2 separate regions of the Sus scrofa genome follow, and region 1 is linked to region 2. Evidence: chromatin contacts called from public promoter capture Hi-C data. All regions are on one chromosome and are shown on one strand. The core of a region is the stretch at or near the end of the contact, and the rest is flanking DNA. Distances in the headings are between cores, read along the strand shown. Region 1 holds the start of SLC30A1 (solute carrier family 30 member 1). Region 2 has its middle 22 kb from the start of NEK2.

The links. Promoter capture Hi-C pulls out the DNA fragments that hold promoters and counts their contacts.
Region 1: a promoter capture Hi-C map of liver shows a contact between it and region 2, with 6 times the contacts expected there. The contact joins the promoter of SLC30A1 here to the enhancer-like site in region 2. A contact is called at or near these places in 3 of 5 promoter capture datasets (fetal liver, fetal skeletal muscle and liver), 23 of 47 Hi-C or Micro-C datasets (adipose tissue, alveolar macrophages, blood and 12 more) and 2 of 2 datasets of contacts at active chromatin or transcription factors (alveolar macrophages and skeletal muscle).

The regions. Positions count from the first base shown.
Region 1 is chr9:131,629,879-131,636,610 of Sscrofa11.1, forward strand. SLC30A1 (solute carrier family 30 member 1) reads left to right here and starts at 3,708. Exons shown (of 2, transcript NM_001139470.1): 1 at 3,708-4,336; 2 at 6,002-6,732. The coding sequence starts at 3,721.
Region 2 is chr9:131,565,534-131,571,571 of Sscrofa11.1, forward strand. No RefSeq gene overlaps it. Among named protein-coding and RNA genes, the nearest start is that of NEK2, 22 kb to the left of the region's middle. Within about 2 kb of position 4,183, at least 11 of the 83 cell types and tissues checked have an H3K27ac peak or open chromatin away from gene starts, as enhancers often do. A contact at or near this core is called in fetal liver and liver, where this site is marked.

The sequences.
Region 1 (6,732 bases), core at 2,458-4,957, 64 kb after region 2:
TTTTTGTTGTTGTTTTGTTTTTTAAACAAGAATCCTTTAAAACCTACACTTTGGATTGATAACGTGCAGGCCAGCTCCTTGAGCTAGGAAGCTCCAGGTTGGAACTTGGCATTGAAAGAGCACGGAGAGGCCTTAGAGGGTTTTGAAATTACGAAGTTTGTGTTAAACGTTTGACTTTCACTCATATTGGCAGTCTCTTTCCAAAGGGAGCATTATTCTCTCATCTTTAAAGTATGCTGAGTTTAGTCGTTTGGATGCAAGCAAATTACCAGGAGAATTCTCAAGAATCAGGAAGAAAAAGCCAAGCCATCTTACTCAACCTGGAGTCACAACCTCCAGGAGTGTTGGTGAATAATGGCACGGTTTCCCTGCAGTGGAACTCACTCCTGGTGTGTTAACACTATGCTAAGATAACCAGCTGAAAAAGGACAAATTTGAGTCCAACTGCTAATAAAGCATTTTGACTACATAATGCTACAGGGAAGGAAAGTTTATTTGTTTGAAATGTTTTCCTGTTATGTGGATGATATTACTCTTTCTGGAGTGCATGATCATAACTTTTTCCAGCCTGGAAAATGTACCTCTGACACCCCTCCCCGCTTCTAGATTTTAAGAGTATAAAGCACATTGTCTGGAAAGTGGCTTACAAGAGAGGGGAAAAAAAAGCCTCACAAGGTAGCTTCTCCTAAGTGACTACTGTGTTGAACTGAACCTAAAAGCCTGTTTTTATATGGGGTCTAAGCATCTCCCAATTCAGTCTGCTCCGTGATTGAAAGAATTGCTCCCCTGCTTGCTCTGTATCTTGCCCTCCACATCTCCTTACTGATTCCTCTCTGAGCATTAAATTCTCACACTTGGAGGAATCTATTTTTTAAATAAAGGGACACTGCAGTCCCCAATAGGAGACTAAATGCTCTTCCAACTGCCTCCTGGCCATTTCCATAGGCTATCTCGACCCATAAGTGGCTCCCCGATTTCTATATAGGAGGAGCTGATCAGAAAGATTGAAGCAGTGGTTACACACATGACTGCATAAAGGTCGACTGTCTATACCACAGGAGAGGAGATTATGAGAGTTCCCAATCTCATCTCCCCACTCCTTAGCACCACCACCATCCAGACTTCACTTCAAATTCAGCACATTGGAGTTCCCATTGTGGCTCAGCAATTAATGAATGTGACTAGCATCCATGAGGATGCAGGTTTGATCCTTGGCCTCGCTCAGTGGGTTAAAGGATCCGGCCTTGCCAAGAGCTGTGGTGTAGGTTGCAGAGTCAGCTCAGATCCTGCATTGCTGTGGCTGTGGTGTAGGCCGGCAGCTGTAGCTCTGATTCAACCCCTACCCTGGGAACTTCCATATGCCGAGGGTGTGGCCCTAAAAAGCAAAACAAAACCCAAAACGACCGAACACCAATACAGTAAATTTAGCACATTAAAAACAGACGGTTTCCCCCCCCTTAAAAGCAGCTCCCTGCCCCCTCCTCTCAACTTCCTCATCTTTTAAAGCAGTATCTTCCTTGTCAGGTTAAAAACTATCTTTGTTAAATTCCCCTCATCAGCTTTCACTCTCCCAAGACCCAATTAATCATCAAATCCTATCAATTCTTCCTTTATAACCTCTCAGAAATCGCCCTCCAGTTCTTTTCTATTCAGCAGCACAGAAAGAGATAAGGATCTGGTTCTCTGGTTGGGGGGGGGGGGAAGGGAGATGAGAAACATCATACACACGTGAAAAACTTTTTATAGAAATAAGAGAAATATTTTGTAAATGGGGGGGGGGGCAAATAAGCCTTATATACAGACCCTGCCACTGCCTTTGTCTCACAGCAATCCAGGGCAGTTGGAGGGCCTTCCTGCTGTCCAGGGGCTGTGCTGAGCCCATTGAGAGTCCCCTTTAGGCCACTCTGACTCAAGCCACCCCTCCATAAATGAAGCAGCACGTCTTCCCTTTCAAATCAGCTAATCTCCACTCAGAGCACAGCACATATGTAACCAATCTCAACTAGTGTTGACACCATTTAATAGGGATATGTCATCATAATTTAAATTTTTATATGTTTGTATTTTACCTCCACCTGGACAGAAGCTCATTCTTCTGTATTCTTACTGCCCCTCCCTTTCCCCATAGCAACCAACACGGGGTTCTGCTGTTTGTAGTCTCTAAATAAAATAAATGTGTGTTAAATCATAGAGTCTTAGAATTTGAGAGCCGGGAGGAATCGTAAGAATTTCTCTTGACCAATCCTTTACTTGATGAAGAAACAGGTCGAGAGAGATGAGTTGACTTGCTCAAAGCCAGACAGCTGGCTGGTGGCAAAGCAAGGGCCAGAACCCCGGTTTCTCCTGCTTTAAGTCTGTACCTAAGTGGCCCTTAGATAATCAGTGACAGAAATATACGGCTTCACGCAAGGTCTCCTGGGGATGGTGGTGATGCGGGTGCTTCGCTTTATTGAAACATTTACGAAGATTCCCTTCATCGCCTCGCAGGACCTCCTCGGACTAACTCAGCTGGGTGTTGAGCGGAGTCACAAGTTGCGTGCTGCCCTTGCTTTCGAGTCCGTCGGCCTAATCTCGGGGCTTTTTGACAGGAGGGCCCACCCGAGGGCCCCGCACACAGGGGCTCCCCCTTTCGGCCCTTCCCAGGCTGCCGCCTGTCACAGCGGCCGCGCGGCCCGCCCCACGTGGACCCGGCTCGGAGGATCAAAGTCTGTTTGCTGCCGGGCCCCGTAGGTGTGCTGGGAGCTGCGAGAACCCGCAGCGCCAGAGCAGGAGCCCCGCCACGCCGGGAGGACCCCGGCTGCCCCGCCCCGCCCCTCCCCCTCCTGCTGCACGCGGCCCGCGCCCCCCACCCTCCCCCACGACGCCAGGCGCTGCACCCGGCCGCGGCCCCCGGCCCACGCCCGGCTCCTGAAGGGAAAGGCCCCGCCCCTATCTGTTAGAGCCACGACACCGCCCCCTCCCGCCCCGCCGGGCTCCATCCAATAGTGAGCGCGGATAGGCGGGGCGCGGCGGCTGTCGTGAGGAGGTCCTGGCCAATGGGGAAGCATGCCGGGCCTGGTGGGCGGGGCGGCGAGGCCTTGTCACGCTCGGGTCCGTGTGAAAACGGGGGTTCCGAGTGCAAAGCAAAGTTTTTTTGTAAACCGTCTGCAAAGGCGGGGGGGCGAAGAAGGCGCCCGACACCGGGCCGAGTGCAGCTGCGGTTGCTGCCGCCTCTTCAGCTCTTCAGGCGTCGGCTCCTCGGTCCGAGCCACACCGGAGGGAGACCTGAGAGAGGGAGACCTGCGCGGAGAGCCGGCAGATGCTTGGAGTCTTCACAGCGCAGAGCTGCCCGTCGCCCGCCCGCTCCTGCTCCGGCTCTTGGTCCGCGGGCTCCGGGAGCCCCAGTTCCCCACCTCCGCCGCCCCGCCGTGGGTGTGGGGGCTGCTGGGGCTGAGCCGGGCCTCCGCGCCGGCTCCGAGGACAGACGCCTGAGGAGCTGCGCGCCACCGGCCCGCCGGGGACGCCCGCAGGCGCGGGGGCGCGGCGGCTTGACCCCGGGCTCGCCCCTGTCCGGCGGCGGAGGCCCCACCGCAGGCTCCCGAGCGGCCGGGCTCCGGCGGTGAGAGCCCGGCGGCGCCCTTCCTCCTCCGTGGCCGGGCCGCCGGCCCTCGGCGCCTCGCCGCCGCCGCCGCCGCCTCACGAGTGTCCGGGCCGCGCTCGGCGGGCCCCTAAGCCGCAGCCATGGGGTGCTGGGGTCGGAACCGGGGCCGGCTGCTCTGCATGCTGTTACTGACCTTCATGTTCATGGTCCTGGAGGTGGTGGTGAGCCGGGTGACCTCGTCGCTGGCGATGCTCTCGGACTCCTTCCACATGCTGTCGGACGTGCTGGCGCTGGTGGTGGCGCTGGTGGCCGAGCGCTTCGCCCGGCGGACCCACGCCACCCAGAAGAACACGTTCGGCTGGATCCGGGCCGAAGTGATGGGGGCTCTGGTGAACGCCATCTTCCTGACCGGCCTCTGCTTCGCCATCCTGCTGGAGGCCATCGAGCGCTTCATCGAGCCGCACGAGATGCAGCAGCCGCTGGTGGTCCTCGGGGTCGGCGTGGCGGGGCTGGTGGTCAACGTGCTGGGGCTCTGCCTCTTCCACCATCACAGCGGCTTCGGCAACGACTCCGGCCACGGCCACTCGCACGGGGGGCACGGCCACGGCCTCCCCAAGGGGGGCCGCGGCAAGAGCAGCCGCGCCGGCGGTAGCGACAGCAGCGCGGCCCCAGGGGAGCAGGGAACCGACCAGGAGGAGACCAACATCCTGGTGGCCAAGAGCAGCAACTCCAACGGGCTGAAATTGGACCGGACAGGTGAGGTGGTCGCCGCCGCAGGTGGTTGGCCCTGGGGAGCCCAGACCCCGGGTGGCCCCGGGCGGGGTGGCCCGCACGCCCCCTGGTGCCCAGCGGGCCGCGCCGCGCCGCACCGCCGCCTCGCCGCTCCTTCCCGGTCCCGCGCCCGCCCAGAAGGCGCGGAAACGCAGGTTTCCCCCTTTCAGCCTGGTGTCATGAGCCCGGGGACGCTTCGGGGGTTGGGGGGTGGGTGTAGACGAGGCATCGCGGCTGTGAGAGCAGACAAAGGTCAGGGGTGACCGTCAGCCCCCTGCTGCCCGCACCCCACACTTGGCTGTCTTCTCAGGCTGCCGTTTCAAGAGAGTGTCTGATTTGGGCGTTAGCAGGATCCAAACTGCTTCCTAATTCAATTTCTTGACCCTGTCGGCCCACGGAGAGAATCCCCCGCTGGTCCTTAGTTGTTGGCTGTTTGGGACCTTGCTCTGCCCAAGTAGTTCTGAGGCCCTTCCAACAAGTTTCTTGATGTATCCCGAGCCAGCTATCTAGCGATTGACTTGCCTGAGTTCAAAACCCTGGTTCAAGGTTCTTCTTAAGAACAGCCGTGTATGTTTCAGGTAATTTTCTAAAATCTAAACCAAACCCTGAAAATCTTAGACTTCGGACCTGTCTGGGCATGTTTAACATTTCACTTAGGAATTTCCATAATCATACGAAGATAAGCGATGGTAATTCAGCTTATATTTTTAATGGACAGTTTTCATTCTAAACAGTAAGTGCTTTTGAAGGAAATCTGGGAAATGGGCGTTGAAGGCGACAGAAAAAGGAATCTATCTAATACCTGACTACCCAAGCCCAGGGATGTTAACAACTTGTGTATTTCCTTCTAGATTTTTTCCATATATATTTATTCACCTAGTTTTATGCTACATAGACAGCTTTCCTTTATCCAAGATGCAGGATGTTATGTTAATGAAATTCAGGTTGTACTTTGAAGAGGTTTCGTAAACAACTGCATATCCTCTCACTCCCCCTCTAGTCTGCAAGGTGTCATTCCAAAGAAAATTAAGCTGCTCTGGTGTGTATAATTCTTTTAAAGGATCATTATGTTTGATTTAGGAAGTAGTAATGATAATGATAGTTCCAACTTTTCTTTAAGTCTCTGTGATTGTTGATAGGTTTATATTGTTGATGTGTTAGTTTCTAAACCCATTCCATTAAGAGACTCATTTATATAAATGACAAAAATGTAAAAGTTAACACCTTAATGACAAAAGATGGCTAAAGAACTGTGTCAAATTAGCCATTTGCATTAGACTTATCCATAGTTGCATTTAATTTGGGGTGATAGTGTCCAATTTAGTTTTCCTTTTGGTATATGCCAAAAAGCACACACACACACACACACACACATACAGAAAAGATGAACCTTTTTTTTGAAGTGGTAGTGTTGGACAGTGAGTGGCTAGGAGTGTTGGGGAAGCAATATCATCTTAATGACTTAATTTAGCCTGGCCATTCTGTCCTGGCTTGTTCCCAGTATGTCAATTTATATTAGATTCCTGAGCACATTTTTAAATTATGTTTTGTGAAAAATGTTCACTTCCATTTCTTAAATGGAATTAGGCAAGAATGTTTATATAAACATTTTAGATGTGTGTTTGATACGGAATCTTTATTTCTTTGTAGATCCAGAAAAGTCCAGAAGTGATGCAGTGGAAGTACAAGTGAATGGGAATCTTATCAGAGAACCGGACCAGGTGGAATTGGAAGATGATGATGATAAGGCTGGACAACTTAACATGCGTGGAGTTTTTCTGCATGTCTTTGGAGATGCTTTGGGTTCCGTGATTGTAGTAGTAAATGCCTTAGTCTTTTACTTTTCTTGGAAAGGTTGTCCTGAGGGGGAGATGTGTGTGAATCCATGTGTTCCTGACCCCTGCAAAGCATTTGTAGAGTTAATTAATAGTACTCATGCAACAGTTTATGAGGCTGGTCCTTGCTGGGTGCTATATTTAGATCCAACTCTTTGTATTGTAATGGTTTGTATACTTCTTTACACAACTTATCCATTACTTAAGGAGTCTGCTCTTATTCTTCTCCAAACTGTTCCCAAACAAATTGATATCAAAAATTTGATAAAGGAACTTCGAGATGTTGAAGGAGTTGAGGAAGTTCATGAATTACATGTTTGGCAACTTGCTGGAAGCAGAATCATTGCCACTGCTCACATAAAATGTGAAGACCCGACATCGTACATGCAGGTGGCTAAGACCATTAAGGACGTTTTCCATAATCACGGAATTCACGCTACCACCATTCAACCTGAATTTGCTAGCGTAGGCTCTAAGTCAAGTGTAGTCCCTTGTGAACTTGCCTGCAGAACTCAGTGTGCTTTGAAGCAATGTTGTGGGACACGG
Region 2 (6,038 bases), core at 2,933-5,432:
CTGAGCTCGATTGCCTGTGGATTAAAGATTATAAGCATATGATAATTTTCAGGAACTTTCCTAGTTTGTTCCAATCTCTGATCAATAAGTCCCTCCCCTTCTTTATTTTAACGGGGGCACCTGCAGCAGATGGAAGTTCCTGGGCCAGGGGTTGGATCTGAGCCACAGCTGCCAGTCTACACCACAGCCACAGCAACCCAGGATCTGAGCAACATTCGAGACCTAGGCTGCAGCTTGTGGCTGGATCCCTAACCCACTGAGCAAGCCAGGGATCGAACCTGCATCCTCACAGACACCATGTCAGGTTCTTAACCTGCTGAGCCACAAGAGGAACCCCTCCGTATGCCCTTTTTGCAAATATTGTTGTTCTAGGAAAAGTTAAGATGCCACATAACCCAGAAGACCACCTCCAGGATCACGCTGTTCTCTCCTGCCTCCAGCTTCGATGACTAAGATTCCCTAAAAGAAGAATGCATGTTTGCCCCAAAACTGACTCTTCTCTGAAACCCAGTTTTTCTCCTTTTAGGCTCTAAAACTCCCTGCAGATCTTCCTCAAGGGAGGGTAAGGCTTTAAGGCATAAGCCTGCTATGGTCACCTTTGCCTGGCCAAGCAATAAAATCTTTTTTTTTCTCTCTCTTTCATCCAAAACTCTGCCTCTGCCTTTCTATTCAGCAGCTGTGGACAAAAGCTGAGTTTTGGCAACATTATTGTCTTTCTATTTCTTCTCCTGTTTCCAATATCTTTGCCTTAAATAGATTGAGGTAGTGTTGCCACTTAAAGTTTATAGTAATTTCAGCTGTAAAAATTACATCCTTGTGAATAAAATGCTTCTCTTTGTGTAAAAATGTTTGTAACAAATGTCTGATACTGTTCACAATCAATATACTGTCACTGATATTGGTATTTTTCCTTGTTAGTTGCATTGGCATAAAATACTTTTGTTAGGTTAGCTTATAAATTGTACAGCTGTACTTGCAGCATATGGAAGTTCCCAGGCTAGGGGTCAAATCGGAGCTACAGCTGCTGGCCTAGACTACAGCCACAGCAAGGTAGGAGCTGAGCCGTGTCTGCGATCTACATCACAGCTCATGGCAACACCAGATCTCCAACCCACTGAGCAAGGCCAGGGATCGAACCCACATCCTCATAGATAAGGGTAGGATTCTTAACCCACTGAGCCGCAATGGGAACTCCTATGATTTATAGTTTTTGAAGCATATAAGCAGTTCCTAACTTTATGTATATAAGTAGTTCCTAATTTAATTATATCATTGGTTTCCAACAAATATTTGAAAGCATTCTGCTGACTTTGTGTTTCTTAGAGTGAAGAATTCAACAGTAAACAAACAAACAAAAAACCCCAAACAATTCTAACAGTATGGAAATATATATAGTAAAAATGAAAACACACAAGGTCCCTCACCCATGATCCCACCTTCTGGCTTGCTTTCCAGAAACAGCTGTTAATAATTTGGCATTAGGTATTTCCACACCTCCTGCGTATGGCAGGGTGGGGAGAGGCCCTGGGGTGGGACTTCTCTGTATATGGGGGTCTGTGGGGTGTGTTTGTGTATCTGAGTATGTGTATTTATTTACTTATTTATTTATAGAATATTTATTTATTTTTTGAATAGAATATATGACACTTTTTACTGTTTGTCTCCTCCCCATTAGCATAAAACTCTATGAGGCAGGGATTTTTTTTCTCTTGTTTTCCGCAATTTCCTCATGCAAAGGACAACACCAGACCCATAAGTAGCTGCTTGATAAATACACGTTGAATAATGATATGAAAATTACTTATCCTACTGTTACTTCAGAAAATTTCAGAGTTCCCATTGTGGCTCAGTGGAAACAAATCCCCAGTGTCCATGAGGACGTGGGTTCGATCCCTGGCCTCGCTCAGTGGGTCAAGGATCTGGTGTGGCTGTGAGCTGTGGTGTAGGTCACAGACGCAGCTTGGATCCCTAGTTGCTGTGGCTCTGGCGTAGGCCAGTGGCTACAGCTTTGATTTGACGCCTAGGTGTGGCCCTAAAAAGCCAAAAAAAAAAAAAAAAAAGGAAAACTTCTAACTTTCTTTTGTCAGGTTTTATATGCAGAAGTACAATATTTAAAAATCCTCATAGTTCAAACCCCTCATGCAAGAAAGCATTTTAAAATGGGCCCCAGAGTCAGTTGGGGTTTCCTGATATTCAGGAAATAAAGTATCATCAACTTACATTTTATTACTGTAACGCTAATATCAATAACAACAAACATTTAAGGAATGCCACTACTTGCTCAGCACTTCAGGAATAGTCTCTTACTTGGTTCTCATGAGACAAACTCTGAGGTGGCTCGTGGTGTCAGTTCTGTCTGACAGGTAAGAGCGGCTAAGCCGCAGCGCGTTCTCTGTGGGTCCCCAGTTGCTGCATCATCTGCTCCCCTCCACGTCCACGTGCTCTCCCGACGGGCGCAGCAGGTGGGATGTGAAATGGAGGTGACCGCTTTCCAGTGTGTGTATTTAAAATACATTCCCACGTAGGATCTTAAAACATGTGTTGCTTTTTGATTTTTATTATTATTTTTTAACAATAATCCTTTCCTTTTGATGCATATAAATTCTCTTCACTCTTTTCTAAATAGCTGTTTGGGGTTGTCTTTTGCATTTATCCTAAATTCTTTCTGGGAAGGCAGCCTTACCTTGAGTCTTTGAGGAAAATGTCTTTCCCAGGGTTCTCAGCGTGTGGGGAGCACAGCCCTGTCTCAGAAACTCAGGTCCTTGAGGGCCAGGTGGGCACACACCTTTGAGACACTGATTCCTACAAAGCAGTTCGACTGCTCCAGCCACAGCATCACTGACCCCATCTTGGCCCTAGCTCATGGTGACTGGTCCCTGAGCTAGGATGGACTGGTCGGTCACCCAGAGCAGAGAGCCATGCAGGAGCCAGTTGGGGATCCGTCCCCACCAGCACCCTGAGCCATGCAGGAGAGCTACTAATCCTAGGGCCTCTTTGCTGGGAGCACTGGGAGGGGCGACGTGGCTCATCAGAGTTGAACTTCAAATTCACTGAGTATTTACCCCAAACCAGTCCATTAGTCAATTAATTAGCCTACTGAAGGTGTCTCTCACTACCCTACCAGGTGGCGACGCTACAGTATTTGTTGATTTGTTATAGGAAATAGAAGCAGCAGCTTCGCTCATCTGGGCCAAGTGTATGCATTTTTTTTTTTTTTTTTTTTTTTTGGGTGCTCCTGAAGCATGTGGAAGTTCCTGGGCCAGGGATGGAACCTGTGCCACAACAATGACCTGGGCCCCAGCGGTGGCAATGCTGGATCCTTAACCCACTGCACCATAAGGGAACTTCCTATACATTTTTTAAAGCTGGCATAACGAAGATAACCTGTAATGCTGATCAGTAAAGCTCTTGCTTCTATTTAAGAGAGCGCTCACACAGGCAGCTTCTTCGTGGGGTTGGTCCCTGGGAGGAGGGAGCAGCCACTTTTATTGAGAAAGAGGTTCCTGGTTGGAGTTCCCACTGTGGCTCAGTGGGCTAAGACCCTGTCTAGTGCCCATGAGGATGTGGGCCCGCCTTAGTGGGTTAAAGCATCCAGCATTGCCGTGGTGCAGATCACAGATGCGGCTGGGATATGGCGTTGCTGTGGCTGTGGCATAGGCTGGCAGCTGCTGCTCTGATTTGACCTCTAGCCTGGGAACCTCCATATGTCGTGGGTGTGGCCCTAAAAAGACAAAAAAAAAAAAAAGGTTCCTAGTGACATGCTCTTTTGCCCTCCTCCTGTGCCCTCCCCACCCCCCCATACTCACACACCCACTCTCTTTCTCATACACACACACACTCACTCACACCCATAGGCTGATCTGTTTAGAGCCCAGAGTTCAAGCGGGGCCACGAGGTCAAGGGGCATCAGCTGCTGGGAGCAGGAGGACAACTTGGCAAGCCTTTAAAGTCTCTCGTAAGGCTTCAGGTTTTATTATTTCATTCTGCAGAGTTTTTCAACTATGAATCCACTTACATGGAGTGTAGCCCCTCCTTTTACAGAAGGGTTCCCCAGGGGTCCGAGAGGAGGCCTGGCCCGTGGTCATGCAGGCCCAGGGCTCGTGTGATGGCCCGTCCTGCGCCCAAGCCACGCTGGGGAAGGCCTCTCGAAGGCTCCTGGCTGCCTGCCTCCAGCCTGCAGGAAAGGATGAATGATTAATTTTTACAACTGCCCAAGAAGTGATATCTGTGAACCAGGAACCCTGACACTTCTCCAACATCCAGCTACTTAATCGTGGTTTTTCACTGGGTCAGCACAGCCATCCCGCAACCTGAAGGGCATCAAGGCCTTTACCAGCCAGCCCCAGGAACGAAGGCCAAGTTCACTGGGGGCCGGGGTGGCCTGGGAGCGGACACTGCTCTCTGAAAAACTCAGAGGCCCATTGTAACTCAACTATACACCAATGTAAAATAAAAATGAAACTTAAAAAAAGCAAAAAGAAACATAAAATTAAAAATAAATAAAAGAAACTCAGATTCCTTCACCGCACAGCAGAGCAGGGCCTCATCCTGCTCCCTTTCCTGGCATGAACTGTGCCTTACCTTTGTCTTCCGGAGCTGCAGTTCTCAAAGCACTTTTTCAAACGCAAGCTCAGTTGGTTCCCAGACACAGCTATTGTTGGATGGCGCAGCTAATTGTTCTCCAGGAGAACCTAAAGATTCCAAGAGGGAAGTGACTCACTCAAGGTCACAAAGGCTCAAGCGCTTCTGTCTTCGGCACCACCCACCTGGAGGAATTCATGGCTGGACCAACCTTTTATTTACCTGCTTATTTTCGGCAGTGCCTGAGGTCCGTGGAAGTTCCCGGGGCCAGGGATCAAACCCACACCACAGCAGTGACCTGAGCTGCAGCAATGACAACGCTGCGTTCTTAACCCCCTGCATGACTAGGGAACTCCCTGGACCAACCTTTCAATGCAGGATGTGTTTAGGGTCTTTGGATGTCTTTGGGGTTGTCCATGAATCCTCAGGTAGTACTGGCAGTGTTCGGGCATCTTGCTGTATGAAAGTCCAGTCTTCATCAAACTCTCTCTGACCCCAGACAGTAAGAAAAGAAGCATCTAAAACCCCTCTGTGCTGCTGCCTGCAGCTGTACCCACAGGAGGAAACCTCATCTCGCTGGGCCATGGGGTTCCCTGCGCACAGCCACGGTCAGGAGCTGGGCCAGGCTGGGGACTGTGCCGTCCCCAGATGTTTAGCTGCCCTTGAATCTGGGACCGTCTGGGCAGCAAACACCTTGCTAGAAGACCTGTAACACAAAAGAGCCCATTTACACAAGCCACACCAATGTGCAAATCTCGCGGGAAGTGCGCGACCCTCAGAATAAAAATCTGCCAAACTATATCAAGGGATGTTAAACACACAGTAAGACATGATATGTTGAGAGCTCTTAATATTGTAAAGGCCATTTGCCCGAATGTATAAGTCTAATAAAATTATCGGGAGTTTTTTTGTGTTTTAAATCGGACACAATGAATTTACATGGAACAATTCACCTGGAAATATAAACATATAAGTGGAGTCATGAAATTTGGGCGAAGAAAAGAGCAGTGTGGCTGTCGGTTCACAGGTATTAAAACACCTTATGATGCTTCAGAGAAGAATGCAGAGAGGGATGGAGGGACAGGCAGCTCAAGGGCAACAAAGAGAAACTCAGGAATAGACCCTGCGTGTTAGAGGAACTTAGTCATCTATGATGGATGCGATGTCCAAATCAATGGGGAACTGATTGATTTAGGAAATGATGTTTAAATAATATGGGGCAGAAACTAAATCCCCACCTCATCCCATGTGCCAGGGATGAGGTGGGGATAAATCCAGAATCTCCATTTCTTTATAGTAAAAAGGGAATATGGTTCCTGCCTCATAACATAATTGTAGGGCATGTAACACAATGGGTGTCAGGTGTCCTCCTAGAACCCTCCCGATAAATGCTAGCTAATATTGTTAATAGTGTTATCATTCATCCCGATGGATTATGGTCCAAACAAGTAATGACA